2 separate regions of the Macaca mulatta genome follow, and region 2 is linked to region 1. The links are chromatin contacts, called in public Hi-C maps. All regions are on one chromosome and are shown on one strand. Each heading gives the region's core, a stretch centred on a gene start, on an enhancer-like site or on the middle of the called end of the contact. The rest is flanking DNA. Distances are from core to core; before and after follow the strand shown.

Region 1 (6,720 bases), core at 1,910-4,409:
CCTGGAGCCTGCACTCCTCTTTTAGACTGGCTAGATCTGAGGGCAGAGTGAGCTGCCAATTGCACATCACCATTTGCAGGCGGCGGGGGATATGGACATATGCCTGGACATGTTGGGTGTATGTACAGCCCCTTTTGGTGTGGCAGGTGATGAAGTTGGGGATGGGAGGAGAATGGGGTCAGTCCGGGGACTCTGAGAACTCTAAATTCATATGAATTATGAATTCATATGAAAGTGGATCTGTCAAGGAAGTAGAATAGAAAGTATTTTATAGAAGTTTGTTATCTTGATTATTTTTTAAATATTTAGACAGATGGTGTGTGGACCTCCATAGCCACACTCTTGCCCAGGCTATACAAATTTAGTGCCAGGCCTAATAACAGTGCATGAGAGTATAATGTAATGCAAGGAGTAACAAATTCATGCAGGCAAGGGTATAGTTTACCTGGGCTCTTAAGAAGTCAGATTTAGGCCGGGCGCGGTGGCTCAAGCCTGTAATCCCAGCACTTTGGGAGGCCGAGACGGGTGGATCACGAGGTCAGGAGATCGAGACCATCCTGGCTAACACGGTGAAACCCCGTCTCTACTAAAAAATACAAAAAAAACTAGCCGGGCGAGGTGGCGGGTGCCTGTAGTCCCAGCTACTCAGGAGGCTGAGCCAGGAGAATGGCGTGAACCCGGGAGGCGGAGCTTGCAGTGAGCCGAGATCTGGCCATTGCATTCCAGCCTGGGTGACAGAGCAAGACTCCGTCTCAACAAAAAAAAAAAAAAAAAAAAAGAAAGAAAAAAAGAAGTCAGATTTTCCAGACCTGTGTGCTAGAGATCAGAGAATGAGTGGTGCAAGTTTCCAGGCACTATATTAATGGATGTTAGAGACACTTTACTAGATTAGGAGGGTCAACAATTAAAAACTGAATTCAATTGTAATAGTTTCGGAGTGATTTTGAAAATCTTCTTGAATATGGCATAAGTTGAGTGTGGAAGGCACCTTAGTGATCATGTAATCAAATTTACTCATTTAACAGGTAAGAAAACAGAGGACCTAACAAGTGAAGCAGCCAGACTAAGGTCACGAAACTAGTGCATTAGCAGATGATTTCCAGCCTAATCCTCTCGGTCCACTCTCCCACCAATGCTAATTTTCTTGAAGACATCTGCTGCCAGTCAATTCCAATTAGAAAGTTTTCATGTTACACATTCAATAATTTTATTACTTTAAAAAATTTGAGGCACCTAAAAATAAGACCATAAACCAATATTAAATTTGACTTCAGAACATTTTTTTTTTTTGAGATGGAGTCTCACTCTGTTGCCCAGGCTGGAGTGCAGTGGCGCGATCTCGGCTCACTGCAGTCTCCACCTCCAGGGGTCAAGTGATTCTCTTGCCTCAGCCTCCCGAGTAGCTGGGACTACAGGCGTGCACCACCACGCCTGGCTAATTTTTTTTTTGTATTTTTAGTAGAGACAGGGTTTCACCATGTCGGTCAGGGTGGTTTCGAACTCCTGACCTCAGGTGATCCACCCACCACCGCCTCCCAAAGTGCTGGGATTACAGGCGTGAGCCACTCACCGCTCTTGGCCGAAAAAAAAAAAAAATTCTTAAAAATATTCTTTAAAAAATGAATAAATTGGCACTGTCACCCCGGCTGGAGTGCAATGGCAGATCTCAGCTCACTGCAACCTCCGCCTTCCGGATTCAAGGGCTTCTTCTGCCTCAGCCTCCAGAGTAGCTGGGACTACAGGGGCGTGCCACCAAGCCCAGCTAATTATGTATTTTTAGTAGAGACAGGTTTTCACTATGTTGGCCAGGCTGTTCTCGAACTCCTGACATTGTGATCTGCCCACCTCGGCCTCCCAAAGTGCTGGGATTACAGGCGTGAGCCACCGCGCCTGGCCACATTCCTTATCTTTTAAGCTAAAACCCATCTCCCCAAATTGCTTATCTTTGAAGCAAAAATCAAAGCACATGCTTACAAAACATCCAACACGCAGTGTGCTTACTAAATGCTAAAATACAGAAATCGAAAAAAACAATTCTTGTCTTTCAAACATCTATAAATAATCGCCAACAAATTTTTCTTGGCAACTCTAAGTTATAATAATTATTATAAAATAAAAATCTTAAGGCCGGACACGGTGGCTCACGCTTGTAATCCTAGCACTTTGGGAAGAGGAGGTGGGCCGATCACCTGAGATCAGGAGTTCGAGTCCAGCCTGGCAAACATGGTAAAACCCCGTTTCTAATAAAAACACAAAAATTAGCCGAGCATGGTGTCGGGCGCCTGTAATCCCTGTTATTGGGGAGGCTGAGGAAGGAGAATAGCTTGAATCCGGGAGGCGGAGGTTGCAGTGAGACGAGATCGCGCCACTGCACGCCAGCCTCGACGACAGAGCAAAACTCTGTCTCAATAAATAAACAAAATAAATAAATAAATAAAAAATGTTAAGGGTCTAGCCACAACAGTTCAAAAAAGTCTCCAAATCCAGGCAGACTCTCTCCTTCAAGCTTGTAAGTAATCCGAAAGTTCTAGAGTTGCCGGAAGTTATCTCCCTCAATGGATTAGAGCACATGATCTAGCAATAATAACGTACCTTGTCACCACATCAAATGATTTTGAACACCTCCCATCATCGACTACCGACTAACAAAAAGAAGGACTTGATTCCCGGCAAATTTTTCTCTTCTGAACTGAGCATCCCCGAAATCCAGCTTTCTGAACGCGCAGATGCACGGTGAGCGGTACCCCAGGAAAAATGGAAGGGAAAGTGGTACAAGCTAAAAGTCTTCTTGGCAGCAGAGACGATCGCTACCTGGGCCAAGACAGATCTGGGGGTCCAGGGCAGGGATTCTTCCCTGATATCCACCCGGCACCCGAGTTCACGCTGGCAACAGTGGAAAGCCCTCCCCTCGCAGAGCAATCCGCCACTAGCCGCACCCCGCCGAGCTCTGACCTCCAAAGAGGGTCCCTTTGGCGATCCCGCCCCTTCGTCTGATGTTTGTGCCTTTGATTGGCTCTTAGGTGGATCTCTCAGCGTGGCTCGCCCAATGGAGGTCCCGGTCGGTGGCCCGGTCGCTCCGCCCCTTCCCTAGCCCACGCGGAGGGCCCGCCCCCTGCCCCGCGCCGGCTAGCGGAGGAGAGTAAATACAACAGAAGCGCAAAATGGCGGAACCGCCGAGCCCAGTGCACTGTGTCGCTGCCTCCGCCCCCACCGCCACCGTCTCGGAGAAAGAACCGTTTGGCAAGCTGCAGCCCTCCTCCCGGGACCCTCCGGGTTCTCTGTCCGCCAAGAAGGTCCGGACTGAGGAGAAGAAGGCACCGCGGAGAGTGAACGGAGAAGGGGGCAGCGGCGGGAACAGCAGGCAGCTGCAGCCGCCGTCAGCTCCTTCGCCTCAGAGCTATGGCAGCTCCGCGTCTTGGAGCTTTGCCCCTCTGTCTGCTGCTCCCTCCCCGTCCTCTTCTCGGAGCAGTTTCTCTTTTTCCGCTGGCACGGCCGTTCCCTCTTCAGCCTCCGCTTCCTTGTCTCAGCCGGTGCCGCGCAAACTGCTGGTCCCTCCTACGCTGCTGCACGCTCAACCTCACCATCTCCTTCTGCCCGCCGCCGCCGCTGCCTCGGCTAACGCTAAGTCGCGCAGACCTAAAGAGAAGCGGGAGAAGGAGAGGAGGAGGCACGGTCTCGGCGGGGCCCGAGAGGCCGGCGGGGCCTCCCGGGAGGAGAACGGGGAGGTGAAGCCGCTGCCCCGAGGTGGGTGCCGTGCGGGGAGGGGGAGGGGAGGGTGCCGCGGGTCCCCGCCGCCCCACTGGCGCCCACGGGGCCCGGGAAGGGGGAGCGCGGCGGCCTCGTGCGCCAGCCTGGACGGGCCGGGAGGCGTCCGGTTTTCAGCAGAGGATTTTGCAGTTCCCAAGGGGATAGGAAATGGAGCCTGTAATTTCGGTTGCAGAGAAGGGGATGGCCGACGCTCTTATTTTCTGTATCGTTTCTTCCTCCCAGTTAGTGCGCTGCAGGATTTGTAAAAATCCATCTTGAGGACTCCCCTAGGTGTGTTTGGCTAGGGAGAGAGATGGAGGGAACGGGATGGGGGAAGGGTTTGGTCTTGTAAAAGATGCTCGGTTGATTGTTAGGCCATTTAGACGTGGTCGCGGGAATTCGTATTTGTGACACAGCGTTCAACCCCGGATAATCCTGTCAAAAAGGGGTGTGGAGAGAGCACTGGCGTCAGCTGGAAGCTACCAGAGGCCTGAGCTTTTCATCCCTATTAGGGAAATGAGGTAGCGTACAGGGCCCGAAGTGCGCTGTTTCGTAAGGTACCCTCCCTGCACCCTACTCTCCGCTGCGTGTTCTTAAGTGTTTTGGGTGGTCCTGTTTGAAATAGCACCCTTCTGAAAGAATTTTCAGCCATATTCTTTTTTTCCTGCAGCAAATGATAAGAGCCAGGAGCTTTGACGATTTTTGGACAGGTCAAGCGGCTGCAGATTGTTTGAGCATTAGAAAAAGGCAGATTCTTAAGGGTTCTTGTCAGAGAGGGTCAGTTTTGTTTTTAAATGTAGGCTAGTCGTATAATTTTTCAGATAGTGTTTCTTTAAAATAGGTGTTTCTGCCACTTCAGCTACGGATACATAATGATCTGACAGTAGTGCAATATACAGACTAGGTGAAAATCAAATCTTTATGTGATCGCAAGCTTAAAGCGCATGATCTTCATTATAAATGTGCACTGCTACACAGTGTTGTCAAATGACTCTTTTTTTTTGTTTTTTAGAAAAAGAAATGTCAAGCAGTTTTGGCATTGCTGATCTAACAGTAGCTTAGGTCATGAAAAATTTTCTGTTTGGTATAATATTGTTTGTTTTCACAATTTAAAACATGCTGCATGTGCATGTAGCAATAGTGCCACTTCTTCCTTGATATTTTTTGCCTGTAGCAAAACTTTGACATCTAAGCATAGCCATTAGGGACTCTGGTGCAATGTAAAGATCTCTCAGCTTCCGGGAGTGTTGCTTCTAGGAAAATGGTTTTGAGGATGGGATTTATGGTACTTTTATTCAGGAATTTTAGGTGGTTAGTATTTTAAAGCTATTTTGTTTTAACAATTATATGTAAAATTTAGGGGATAAGTGCCTGGAAGTCTGTCCGTAAGCAGCTTGGTATCATCACTAGTGTTTGTGGTGTGTAAACTGCACATTTGCTCTAAGTTCTCTGAAAGAGGAAGTAAATATGAATGTTACATAGCTGGAGTAATGGAGTATTTGAGAATAAGCATTCTTTAACAATTCTAACTTAAAATGTGGAGTACACAAATGGTCCTTAAAGTGAAATGGCTGTTAAAGAGGAATTTTTATAGTCTTTTCAATTACATTTCGAATCCTCCTCCTTTTGAGGGTTAACACTAATATTGTTAATCCTGAATATAAACAGTAATAGGTTTTACATTAAGATGTGGGAATGATCTTTTCCCATGACCTATGTGGATTTTTTTGAGTAGTGGCAAGATATTAACACTACTGTAAGATTTTCATTTTTTCAGATAGAAATGCTCTTATTGAAAAACTATCAGAAAAAGATTGCTTTTCAGTGTCTTGGTGGTAAATTTAATGGTGAAAATTTTTCCCTCGTAACTTGGGGAATACTTATATCTTTCTAAAGTTTGAATTTAACTGAATTGAAGTTCTGTTTTAATGAATTAAGAAGATTCTTAAATAGTGGTATTAACAAGTAGTATAGCAAGAATACATATATGCCTTTATTATAGATATAGTTGCAAATATGAAAGTCCTAATTTGCAATACAATGCTCATTTCTCTGTGCTTTTTGTAAAAATCTTGGTGAATGGGTGACCAAGTGTTTGTTTAGGTATATACCTCTTTTTAGTGTTGCTCTAAGTTGGCTGTGCATAGTTCAGTAACCCTTCAATTATCCACAACTGGCTGATTGAACAGTCTGAGTCAGAACCAGACATTAGCTATAAAGACACCTAAACAAGGAAGAGATTCTCCCTCAACAAAACAAACCTGAACCACACACCCTCGAAAGACCTAGCCTGCACCCCAATTTGATTAAACAGTTACGCTCCTGTATTTATTTGTAGTTGGGCTTTTAAAAAGTCTTAAGTCAGAACTGCTTTATTTTTACGTTGGTGACCATTCTAACAGAACGTATTTGGATTAAATGAAAGCATGTATATGAAAGGGCCTAGCAGGGTATTCAGTAAATGTTATTTGAAATCTGAAGCATAGTTATTAATTTTTTTAACCCTATAACTAATTAAAAGATGGGTGAATGCTGATAGAGGAAGGATCATTGACAGATATGAAAGTTAAGAATGATGAACAAGAGAATTATGAAAGTATACTAATATAGGCCCATTTAGTGCCAGGGCTTGATGCCTCACAATCTCTTAAGGCCATCTTATCATATTGCTGTAGCTGACTTGCGTGATAGCTTGACTCACCAAGTAAAAGTTAAGTTTCTTATAAAAAGGAAAAGTGCAAAACATTTTAGATTTTTTTTTTTTTTTTTGAAACGGAGTCTTGCTCTTGTTGCCCAGACTGGAGTGCAGTGGCTGAATCTCGGCTCACTGCAACCTCCACCTCCTGGATTCAAGAAATTCTCCTGCCTCAGCCTCTAGAGTAGCTGGAATTATAGGCACTCGCCAACACGCCCGGCTAATTTTTGTATTTTTAGTAGAGATGGAGTTTCACCATGTTGGCCAGGCTGGTCTCA
Region 2 (6,720 bases), core at 2,257-4,756, 160 kb before region 1:
GGCGGGTGGATCACGAGGTCAGGAGATAGAGACCATCCTGGCAAACACGGTTAAACCCTGTCTCTACTAAAAATACAAAAAAATTAGTCGGGCATGGTGGCGGGCGCCTGTAGTCCCAGCTATTCGGGAGGCTGAGGCAGGAGAATGAAGTGGAACCCGGGAGGCGGAGCTTGGAGTGAGCTGAGATTGCGCCACTGCACTCCAGCCTGGGCGACAGAGCGAGACTGCTAAGGCCTTTCCAAAGAACTGCAATCCTGGCTGGGCTTGGTGGCTCACGCCTGTAATCCCAGCACTTTGGGAGGCCGAGGCGGGTTAATCATTTGAGGTCAGGAGTTCAAGCCCAGCCCGACCATCTCTACTAAAAATTCAAAAAAATTACCCGGGCGTGGTGGCAGGCGCCTGTAATCCCAGCTACTGGGAGGCTGAGGCAGGAGAATCGCTTGAACCCAGGAGGCGGAGGTTGCAGTGAGCCAAGATCGCACCACTACACTCCAGCCTGGGCGACTAAAGGAGACTCCGTCTCAAAAAAAAAAAAAAAAAAAAAAAAAAAGAATTGAAATCCTTGGAGATAGTTTACACAAATTTTCCCAAACCTAGCAGTAGATGCCAAAAGTAGCCGCTGAGAACTGAAGAAACTCTCAAGTGTTGCAAGAAAGAGAGAGAAGCTTGCCAGTAAGAGGAAACATGTTTAAAAAGACTAAAAACACCAGCCAAAATGGGACTCAATACCTTAAACAAGTAACACTTCTTACCCAACACTATACCACACGGTAGTAGACTGTTACACAACTTGTCCAGCATATCATCTTTACCGATCACTGTCTGGTTGGTACATTGTTTTGAACCATCAAAAGCGGAGGTACTCCTGATCATCTTTCCATTTCTCTGCTTACAGTCGAATTTCTCTCCCATTTCTGAGGGGGAAAGGGCCATTTACAGTGAGCATGATCAAGCCGTGATTCTGGCATTTCCTCACATCTGGTGAAACTGAGTCTCAGTAACTGGTTAAAGTAAAATACTGCAGGCCCTTTTATCAAATAAAGTTTACCTTAGAAATTAAATTATTCCTCTAAGTGAATTTTTGAAATACAGAGCACAACTGTATCTCTTTGCATGCACACACGTATATAAATGCATAGGAAAAAATTTGGAAGGGCATAACTTGAAGTGCATTTTTTTTCTTTTCTTTTCTTTTTTTTTTTTTTTGGAGACGGAGTTTCGATCTTGTTGCCCAGGCTGGAGTGCAATGGTGCGATCTCGTTCAATGCAACCTCCCCCTCCCGGGTTCAAGCGATTCTCCTGCCTCAGCCTCCTGACTAGCTGGGATTACAGGCATGCGTCACCACGCCCGGCTAATTTTTTTGTATTTTTAGTAAAAACGGGGTTTCAGCATGTTGGCCAGGCTGGTCTCGAACTCTTGACCTCAGGTGATCCTCCCACCTCGGCCTCCCAGTGTTGGGATTACAGGCATGAGCCATCGCGCCTGGCTTTCCCCTCCTCCCTCCCCGAGACGGAGTCTCGCTCTTTCACCCAGGCTGCAGTGTGGTGGCACGATCTCGGCTCACTGCAACCTCCACCTCCCAGGTTCAAGCGATTCTCCTGCCTCAGCCTCTGGAGTACCTAGGACTGCAGGCGTGCATCACCACACCCGGCTTTGTATTTTTAGTAGAGACAGAGTTTCACCATATCCGCCAGGTTGGTCTGGAGCTCCTGACCTCAAGTGATCCGCCCACCTCGGCCTCCCAAAGTGCTAGGATTACAGGCGTGAGCCACTGCACCCGGTCTGACGTGCCTATTTCTGGGGTGGATATATTAGTTGGATTATTTTAAGAGAAATATTTTCCTTTTTTTGAAGAAGTAAATAAACTGTATCCTGTTACACCTATTTTCTTTCTTTTTCTTTTTTTATGAGACAGGGCCTCAGTCTCGTCGCCCAGGTTGGTGTGCAGTGGTGTGATCACGGCACACTGCAACCTCCGCCTCCTGGTGATCTTCCCATCTCGGCCTCCCAAAGTGATGGAATTACAGGCATGAGCCACCACGCCCGGCCTACACCTGTTTTCTTCTATGAGTTTTTCACTAAATTCCATAGTGCTCCTAACTTTCATCTAATAAAGTATTCTACCACTGATATTTCCTATTATAACCAAATTCCCTGCTCTGTACAAAAACGTTTGTGGGTATAAATGATGAAATTCAGTTCACGGATCAAATCCTTCAGTTCTGTCACATTGTGAGAGGCCACTGTTGTGAAAGTAAAATAACTTGTGTTCTAGTTACGGCTCTGCTAAGAATACTCTGGGGGATGTCAGGAAGTCGCTTTATTTGTAAAATGATGAGTTAGACCAGAATAAATTCTCTGATAGAAGTTTACAAAGATGAATAAAGATTTATAGGCCAGGCACGGTGGCTCACGCCTAGAATCCCAACGCTTTCGGAAGTTGAGGGGGTGAGGATCCCCAGTGCACAGAAATTTGAGATCAGCCTGGGCAACCTAGTGAGACCCCTTCTCTACCAAAACTAAACAAATAAATAATAAATTTTAAAAATGTATTAGCTGGGCTTGGTGATGTACTGAGGTAGGAGGATCCCTTGAGCCCAGGAGTTCAAGGCTGCAGCGAGCCGTGATCATAGCACTGCACTATGGGCGATAGAGCAAGACCTTAGCTCTGGGGAAAAAAAAAAAAAGATTTAATAGATTTATAAATAAAGTCCATTCTACTGAGGGAAGTCTCTTATTCAGTTATGAACTGCTGCGAACCTCAAGGCAGGAAGGCAAATTTCCTTCAGTTCGGCAAACACGAAGATCCCACACCCGCGTCATCCGGGAAGAAGGCACTCCGAACCTCAGGCGCTCACTCGCCAGGTTTAAGAGGATGCGCAAATAATAAAAGTCCTCTCACCCAGGAAGCGTTTCACTTCCCTTAGCTGAGCCACACTCCAAGGTGCCGAAGCCTAATTGCTATCCACTCTCACCAATCCGTTACCAAAATGAGCATCTACCTGCCGCGAACGTGGCGGTGACACTACTACAGTTCCCAGCCTGCCTCCAGCCAGCCCTCGCCCGCCCCCACTCCTGGACTCCACAGGCCGTGACTTGTAGGCCCAGTCCACGGCTGGCGGCGGTGCGGGACTCCTGAAAACTGCTTCTCTTCCCTAGTAGGCGGTGAGACCGCAAATTCCAGCAGAATCCTACTCTGATACACTACTGCTTGCCCCGCTCTGAGTCGCATTCCCTCCTTCGGAGGAACCAACTCTCCTCCCGACGCTACTCCGACCTCTAAGATCCCTGAACGGGGCCACGCCCCGGAAGTGGAGTCAGGTCTCCAGGCCGCCCGCTGAAGTGCCTTCCAGCCACTCCAAGCGGGCCTGGGGCCGGCAGGGCGGGCTTGGGGGCGTGGCCGGGAGGCGGGCGGGGATGGATCAGCAGGCGCGGCGCTTGGGGCGGAGCCGCAGCGCGAGGCCGCGCATCTGGGTGGCGGCGGGGACGCGCCCGTGGGGAGAGGCGGCTGCGGCTGCGGCTGCTGGCGGGGGGTGGGGGGGAGGAAGAACCGGGAAGGGGGGGCAGGGCGAGCGGAGAGCTAGCTGTGTTCCTGAGGCGGCGGCGGCGGCGGCGGCGGCGGCGGCGGCGGCGGCGGCGTCTCCGACGGAGGAGGAGGGCGGGGAAGGAGGATGGAGCAAGCTGGGGGTTGGGGTTGGCGCTAGCCGCAGCGGCTCGCCTGGTACTGTGGGAGAGCGGCGGCTGCTCCTGGAAGTTGTGGTGTCGGGAGCCCAGCCGGTGCCGCCGCAGCCGCCGCCTAGGGCAGTGGGGAGGAGGAGGGAGCCGCGGGGCTTGGCGGGGGTCGGGAGGGAGGGACGTGCTGGGGAAACGAGCTGGGGAAGACGGAGCGGGCTCTGCGCCGGGCGGGCGGGCGGCGGGGGGGCCAGCGACCGCAGCCGGGGGGACGCGGGAGGATGGAGCAAGTGGAGATCCTGAGGAAATTCATCCAGAGGGTCCAGGCCATGAAGAGTCCTGACCACAATGGGGAGGACAACTTCGCTCGGGACTTCATGGTGAGTCTCTCCCCTCGCTGTCGCCTTGTCTCGCCGGCGCCGGAGCCCATCGCCGCCTCTCCCGGCCGGGCCGCCAGTGCTTTGTGTACCTCTGTGAGGAAAGGGGCGGAGGGGGCGCGCACCAGCCCGGTGGGCCGGGTGGTCTTGGAAGCCGGCGGGAATCGAGAGCGCCTCCCGCCGTGGCCTCCTTTCTTCTCCCATGTTCGCGACCCCCGCGCGGGCGCCCGGGGCGCGAAGGGAGCGGCCGAGCGGCCGAGCCTGCAGCCTGCACCGCGGCTCGCGACCACCTATTGTTTACCCGGCCGGGAGCCGGAGACTAGTGAGGTGCAGGCCGGGGGGTGCTCGCGTTTCCACATCTCCCCGCCCAGTCCGCTCCTCCCAGGAGGGTCGAGGCAGGGTATCTGGCTGTGACCGGGAGGAGTGCAGATCGTGGCTGACAGAGGAACGGGGGAATTGAGGTTGGCACTAACTCCTGGGATCCCTTTGCTTTAGCTGGTCTCAAAGCGGGCAAGGTAGGACTTCTGCCGTTTCTGGGGTCGCAATCATGATCTCCAACGCTTGGGAAAGGATTGTCCATAAGGAATCTCATGGGTTTACCTAATTTCCATTTACCCGCGTCCCGCTTCTCCTCTCTTGAGACCCAGGTTTAAGGTGATCTTGGGGTCCGGTTCAGGGGATAAGTGTGGGTGGGGGGGATTATCCTGAAGGAAACCGACTTCGGACTCCCCAGGGGATATTGCCGAAGGCGAAGGGGATGTGACTATCACTTCCTATCCGGGGTGGGGGTGGGGAACTTGGGAACAATAGTCCTGGTGGGGCGGAGGCGTCGCTACGGGCCGAAGCCCTGAACTGGGAGATAACCTTCCCAGCGCCCCCCCCCGCCTCCGCCACCCCCCACTTTCCGCCCTCTGCTTGTGCAAGCAGGCTTGAGAGGAGGTGAAGGTTAAAAGTCTTGTTCATGAAACTGCTCTAGATACACTATTGCTCTAGCTCACTATGAGGGGGTCAGATCCGAAGGCGTGGGACCAGAAGTCGACTTCCTATGTTACCCACCCCCCCCAACCCCCGCCCCTTTTATTTTTCTGCTGGACAATGTTCCCTCTAGGGTTGTTTCCCGGCTTAGGAGGCGGTGGTTGCGGCTGCTGCTCCTACGGATATTGCGCAAGACTGGGGCGTTGGAAACCCTGTAGGTCTGGGGAATGGAAAAGGAAGTGGGACTTTGGGAAGTGGTTGCTCCTTAGTCTTGGCGGGGGTTGGGAAGGGGAAATCAGCTAGGGAAAATTTTTATCCTGGGTAAGGTACACCTCCAAGAATAATCACTTAACTCTGAAACCTGATTATGAAAAGGATACACAGTTAATATCTGTAAAATGAATGGGCAGCAGACATTGGCTAGTTTTTATTTTTTATTTAAAAAGTACAGTAGTTTTTATGGTGGAGGTGATATGACTTAGTAGTGAATACTTTTTCACGTTTTAAAGAGACCTGTCCAGTAAAGCTTAGCGTTAAATTTTTAACTGCTTATAAAATAGGTCCTTGACCTTACACAATATTATACTAGTATCGTTGAGCTTTGTGATTCCCGCCTCCCCAGACCAATAATTGAGGATGGAAGTAAAGTTTTCTCAGTATCTTTTGAAGATTGAAAATATAAGTTAAATAATCTAACTTATTCCTTATTAAAAATAAAAATATTGCTTATATTTAAACATTTGCTCTTGATATTTAGCCTATGTATTTTTGAAAAATTACTTTTTGATCTGAAAGGGTTAAGGAAAAGAGGGTATTTTCCTTTTTTACTATTGAACTTTAATTGTCTTAGTATCTTTTGAATGGTGTCATTTACAGCAACTGGATGCAGTCCCCTTTTTACTACTTTCTAGCGAAAGTAGAAGAAAATACTTTGAATATTTAAGGCGTTTAAAACTAGCTTTTTTTGTTTTTGTTTTTGAGACGAGTCTTGCTCTGCGCTCTGTAGCCCAGGCTGGAGTGCAGTGGTGCAATCTCAGCTCACTGCAACCTCTGCCTCCCAGAGTCAAACGATTCTCCTGCCTCAGCCTCCCAAGTAGCTGGGACTACAGGCGCAAGCTACCACGCCCAGCTAATTTTTGTATTTTTAGTAGAGATGGGGTTTTGCCATATTTGCAGGCTGGTCTCAAACTCCTCATCTCAAGTGATCCACCTGCCTTGGCCTCCCAAAGTGCTGGGATTACAGGCGTGAGCCACTGTGCCGGGCCTAAAACTAGTTTTTTACCATCTTATTTTGGTTATGGAAGAAGAGATGGTGTGGTCCCTGGTCATTTCTTGTTTGCATGCTAGTCACCTTGTTATCCCTAGGCATATACCGACAGGGAGGAGCATTGTTTGGTGATGCGGGCCATCAGGACAGGTGCCCAGCCTCTGAACTCCTGTATTGGAGAAGTAGCCTTAGGGTTCATGCTTTGGGGATGAGTCAGGGATTCCTATTGGAGAGTTCATTTCTTTCTTTCTTTCTTTCTGTCTGTCTGTCTGTCTGTCTGTCTGTCTGTCTTTCTTTCTTTCTTTCTTTCTTTCTTTCTTTCTTTCTTTCTGTCTTTCTTTCTTTCTTTCTGTCTTTCTTTCTTTCTTTCTTTCTTTCTTTTCTTTTCTTTTCTTTCTTTCTTTCTCGCTTTCTCTCTCTCTCTCTCT

Evidence for each region. A called contact is a pair of places that touch in the nucleus more often than the background predicts.
Region 2: a Hi-C map of CD4 T cells shows a contact between it and region 1, with 7 times the contacts expected there. The contact joins the promoter of PTPN12 here to the promoter of RSBN1L in region 1. A contact is called at or near these places in 2 of 14 Hi-C or Micro-C datasets (CD4 T cells and fetal cortex germinal zone).

Annotation. Positions count from the first base shown.
Region 1 is chr3:141,834,981-141,841,700 of T2T-MMU8v2.0, reverse strand. RSBN1L (round spermatid basic protein 1 like) reads left to right here and starts at 3,159. Exons shown (of 8, transcript NM_001257886.1): 1 at 3,159-3,744. The coding sequence starts at 3,162. LOC144339904 (a long non-coding RNA gene) reads right to left here and starts at 2,949. Exons shown (of 3, transcript XR_013415477.1): 1 at 2,593-2,949.
Region 2 is chr3:141,997,409-142,004,128 of T2T-MMU8v2.0, reverse strand. It overlaps PTPN12 (protein tyrosine phosphatase non-receptor type 12), which reads left to right and starts at 3,506. Exons shown (of 18, transcript XM_015134192.3): 1 at 3,506-4,053. The coding sequence starts at 3,955.